2 separate regions of the Oncorhynchus mykiss genome follow, and region 1 is linked to region 2. The links are chromatin contacts, called in public Hi-C maps. All regions are on one chromosome and are shown on one strand. Each heading gives the region's core, a stretch centred on a gene start, on an enhancer-like site or on the middle of the called end of the contact. The rest is flanking DNA. Distances are from core to core; before and after follow the strand shown.

What was found. A called contact is a pair of places that touch in the nucleus more often than the background predicts.
Region 1: a Hi-C map of blood shows a contact between it and region 2, with 5 times the contacts expected there. The contact joins the promoter of LOC110530704 here to the promoter of LOC110530998 in region 2. A contact is called at or near these places in 2 of 3 Hi-C or Micro-C datasets (blood and liver).

The regions. Positions count from the first base shown.
Region 1 is chr8:78,814,698-78,817,397 of USDA_OmykA_1.1, forward strand. LOC110530704 (SURP and G-patch domain-containing protein 1) reads left to right here and starts at 1,423. Exons shown (of 14, transcript XM_021613951.2): 1 at 1,423-1,658; 2 at 2,313-2,484; 3 at 2,615-2,700. The coding sequence starts at 1,640. It overlaps LOC110530705 (E3 ubiquitin-protein ligase RNF126), which reads right to left and starts at 2,213. Exons shown (of 10, transcript XM_021613952.2): 1 at 2,196-2,213; 2 at 1,400-1,485; 3 at 91-149. The coding sequence starts at 1,474.
Region 2 is chr8:78,671,955-78,674,654 of USDA_OmykA_1.1, forward strand. LOC110530998 (spindlin-W) reads right to left here and starts at 1,325. Exons shown (of 5, transcript XM_036986362.1): 1 at 1,151-1,325.

The DNA.
Region 1 (2,700 bases), core at 173-2,672, 140 kb after region 2:
TTTCCCAGACACATATAGCATTGTCAAAGGAGAAGTGCTGCTGAAAGTACTTTAAACTCTGATAGACAGGCAGATGATACTGTAGGCTACCTTCTCTCCACTGATAGCTCTTCAATGAAGCCAGATTCACACCGCGGACATGTGTACTCCTGCAGGAAAGCAGAAATACATCTAATTTATAACATAATCATAATTGTCATCTGTCAGTCTCATAAACTTGAATGTTTTCATTTGTTCTGAAGCAAAACAAAACAACAACCTTGCCTATGTAGGCTATGTATGTACCTGGGAATTAAGATTGTTAGATAGCTTCAACCAGTTGTGGCTTGAATTCAAAATCAAACAAGTTAGCTATTGACCTCACACTTTGACCCGCTGTAGCTCCATTCCCAGAGTTGATCATTTTAACAATAGCTGATGATCCATTCAATCCATTGCTATTGAGAGATCGTTGAGTACCATTAGCTCTTTGCAAAGACTCTCCATGCAGGTAGATATCTGAAAGCTACTGCACTGTACAATTCAAGAAGCTTCCTATGAATGACCATACAACAACAGGCATGTTAAAACAGGTTGTTGCAGCTATGGAAATGAGTTGGTGGTGTACATAGCCTAATGATTGTGTTTTTTGAAAGTCACACTTTGTGAGATCATAGCTTAAAGGGGTAATCAGCAGTTGCTACATCCATTTGTGGATGTATAAATGAATTATATGTACCCATTGATTCTTGAAGAATATAACTTATAACTCATAACTCATTATGAGCTTAGTTCAACTGTCCTACCCCATCAGAGCCCAAAATATAATCTTATTTAATCCACTGTTTGTAAACAAAGTAAATGTAAAAAAAAATACTATTTATCCTAAAGGCATGGTTAAACTATTATTTTGATATCATGGATGGTAATTTCTTGCATCTATAGCTTTGAATTTGAGAGTGGCTACATTTCTCCAGACATGAAACAGTGGTGGAGAGTCGCTTTGTTATTGTTTCAACTGCTGATTTCCGCTTTAAAAGTTAGATAGCTATCTACCTTTGGAGGTGCTATGGGCCGGCAAGCTGTCATTATCATGAACAGGTCTCATATCACAAAAAGAGACAGACACGCTGTCACTGTAAAACATGGGTAACTCCTTAGCTAATCCAACAAGTCACAGAGGCATGATCTCGAAACATCCTAACAGGCAAACTACAAGCTATTTTGGTAGCTGGCTAGAATGCAAACGAAACTATAGCTGTCAAATGAATGGCAACGTGAACGTTCCACTAGCTACAAGCTAACGTTAGCTAGCTGTCATGCTTCAGCCAGAGGAAATCGTGGATAAAATAATACAAACCCCACTTAGCTGGCCATGGTTTCATTTCGTGAACAACAAAAACCTCTCTGGAATGCTTACCGGGAGACGAGGGTTGATCTCTGCTGAACATCGGTGACAGAAAAACCGGCAGGGCCGTGGGGGAGCTTCAGCCATCTTCGGATTCTCTACCAGCAACCGAGAGGGAACGTGTACGGGTAGCGACAAACAACAAAATTAATCGATTTGCGAGACGAACAGGAAGCGGAAACTAGCGAAGCGCTACCTAGCTTAGCAACAGATAGCTCGTATCAGGGAATACAGATCTGGTTAGCTGCAACTATGGAGTCCGGAAATACAGGTAAACGCTCGAAATAATTTAAATGGCATACCTTAATATAGTAACTATTTTAAAATGCTTAACAATAAACTCTTGCCTCATGAAATGTGGTTATTTGCGCTAGTTAACTACATAACTAACGCGTTAGCTACTTAGCTAGCTAACGTTAGTTACCACCGCCCATCAACAGGATTTGTAGTTGTTGATACATCAAAATTCATCAAAAAAATCGGTAACCACAATCAGAATAAACCACATAATGTCAAATTCATTACATAATTAGTTGTAGTTTTGTATTTTAGCTATTTATTGCTAACGTCTTGATGCCACCTTGCAGCGAGCTAACTAGCCAGTTTTAGAAAAACATGTTTTACCAACCCTGGCCTGCTGGCTGCTTCTCAAGTCTGTGGCAACAAAGATAATCAAAGGGAATGGAGACATCCTCAATGCAGCAAGATATAGTCCCTGACATGTCTACACATTCCTATCATTCAGGGTAGTTCACTCTTCATAATATATAGATAGCTAGTCACATACGACTTTTACTAAAATACTCACGAAGATAGCTAGAGCAATTACAAACGAGATCACCTCTTGTGACTAACATTATTGGTAGTAGGACACCAATAACAACTGCACCCAACTCTTCCACTGTTTGTTTTATTGCCACTGCAGGGAGAGGAGGCTGGAACAACAAGTTCCGGCCAGCCCAGAAGAACAGGATGAGTGTGAACATTCTCCGTCAGGAGGAGCTGATCGCCCAGAAGAAGCGGGAGATCGAGGCTAAGATGGCAGAGCAGGCCAAGAAAAAGAGCCTTCAGACTCCCAACAAGCCACTGCCACCAAGGTACAGTATATCCTAGTCTTCTGAAACACTACAAATACCTCTCATCAAAACTCTGCTCAATCCCTGCTGGAAGTACTTGATTCTGGCCCACTTGACTGTAGCCATTGATTTTGACTTCTTATCCCCACAGTTTACACAGTTTACAGGGACACTCTTCGAACAACAACAAGTATGTGAACGATGGAAGCTTCTTGCAGCAGTTTATGAAGCTTCAGA
Region 2 (2,700 bases), core at 75-2,574:
TCTGACACCAGTGTAGCGAACAGCAGGGCTGGGGAAGCGAGCCCGCGTCACTGGCGTGAAAGGCATACACCCTGCGAATCGTGCCAATAGAGTTCACCCACTTAAAGGAAATAGTTATGCGGCTGATATACCAAGGATCTCTACCATAGTTTCTCCAGATTGAGATTAATTTAATACAATTGTATTGAGTTTAGGCTAATTATGAATTAGCATTTCACTAGGCTATATTGATAACACATATACTGTGTCACGGGGTAGAAATACCTATATTCAAATGACAAATGTTAGATGGCACATTGATCTGGAGACATGCAATCTGCAAATCATAACAAGAAAACCTGTTACAGTGTTATCGTATAATGAATTATGGCTACGCAAGCAATAAACCCAGACCCACCAGTGTACAAGTACCGGTGAGGATGGGTTATTTCACCCTGGTAGCCCTAGTTTCCCGCGAGTATACCACAGGCGTTGTTACAATGGTTGCATTTACACGGGCAGACAAATTCTGATATTTTTCGAACTAATTGGTGTTATGACCAATTAAATCAGCTCTAAAAGCATCTGATGTGATTGGTCAAAAGCCCAATTAGTGGCAAAAAAATATCATAATTTGGCTGCCTGTGTAAACGCAGATTAAGTAGCCCTACCGGATGTCAACAAACAACGTCGCCCTCTCCCTCAACTGCTGCATGTGCAATTGTCTGTGAAATCATGTCATGTTTCTAATGTAATTTCGCTGCGGACCACGTTTCGTAAGATTGCAGCAATTTGATATTTTTGGACAAGCCAGATATATTCCTGACTACAACATCAAGGTGTAAGCATGCCTGTAAGCATTGATGTAGGCCTAGCCTTTCACATGCACGATTACGTTCAGATGTTGCCAATTGCTTTTCAAAGACGCGCGTGCCTATTTGCGCAAAGCGAAACCAATAATAGAACATTCAACGTCATGTAATCATGTGCGGTAATTTTGTGCCGTAACACTGACCACTGGTATACAGTAAAACGACCAACTGTGTTGGCATTTGCATTACCATAAATAGCGTAGACAAAATTGACAAACTGGAGGGCTTGAAATGCATTATAATGTAGTGCAGTAACACGATTATCAAAGTAGAAAGCATATTTAGACAAAGAGAGTTACCTGGCCCCTATTTTCATATCTACTTCCCTCTGCTGAGCAGAATCCGCCTCATGAAGGCTACAAGGAAACAGTCTGACTACGGGAACTACAACTACCAAGATAGGTTTATGACTAAACTCTGTAAAAGTGTTGTCTTTCGCACAGGCCACTGGGAGTTCGTGTCCTTCACGTTACCCACCCAAATAAAGCCATTGCAATAGATTGGGTTGTGTAACTCACAAAGGAGCAAAAATAACGGTCTTTAGTGGAGCTGTACATTGTGGATTTGACAAGCAATTAAGTATTCAGTGTGTAGGCCTGTCTATTTCAGGAAAAATGCATGAACATAAAAAGTATCCATTTTGTTTTGCCTATCTGTCGGCCAAGCGTTTAGATTGAACTACATTTCCCACAATGCAATACACATCGCGGATTGGGTTGGGAAAATTCCTTTACAGCTGCACTATGACATGTATTTTTCCCTCAGCCCATACTTTCTTTGTCCTGCTATTCAACTGTGGGCCCATATGAAAAGCTATGCCTGCTTTAGGAAATAGATTTTTACATAGTCTAGACCTACAATGTGTGAGTACTTCTGTAGAATGGCTGCATTGCATGTTTATATTTATATCAAATTGTATAATATTGGCTACTAATAATAATATGTTAGCAATTATAAAATGGATCAATGTTGAATAAAGGCTTGGAAGTGGTGTTGTGAATGAGTCAACCAGGTGTTATTTGCAAGAAGGTGGAGGCACACAACACACACATACACACACAGCATTTGTAAATTTAGTCTGATAATAATCTGTACAAAACAGTTCATCTGATAATACTTGCTTCATATGTTTTCCAGTTTCTTGACATACTTCGCAAATGCAACTTATTTCTATGTGAAAACTGAAATGGTCTTTTAATTCCTTTTCCATAGATGCTCTTATCCAGAGCAATGTACAGTAGTGAGTGCATACATTTTCTATACTGGTCCCTCGTCAAACCCCTAGTATTGCAAGCACCATGCACTACCAACTGAGTCACATAATATCATCACAAACCACTTGATGCCTCAATGTACTCAATTACTTTATTGGTCATCATATTTCTTCATGGTGATGGAGTCTACAGGTACAAACCTAGATGACCAGCCTATGTACAATACATAGTAAAGGCCTAATACTAGTAAAGGTCTAATACTAGTAAAGGTCTAATACTAGTAAAGGTCTAATACTAGTAAAGGCCTAATACTAGTAAAGGTCTAATACTACTAAAGGTCTAATACTAGTAAAGGCCTAATACTAGTAAAGGTCTAATACTACTAAAGGTCTAATACCAGTAAAGGTCTAATACTAGTAAAGGTCTAATACTAGTAAAGGTATAATACTAGTAAAGGTCTAATACTAGTAAAGGCCTAATACTAGTAAAGGTCTAATACTACTAAAGGTCTAATACTAGTAAAGGTCTAATACTACTAAAGGTCTAATACTAGTAAAGGCCTAATACTAGTAAAGGTCTAATACTACTAAAGGTCTAATACCAGTAAAGGTCTAATACTAGTAAAGGTCTAATAC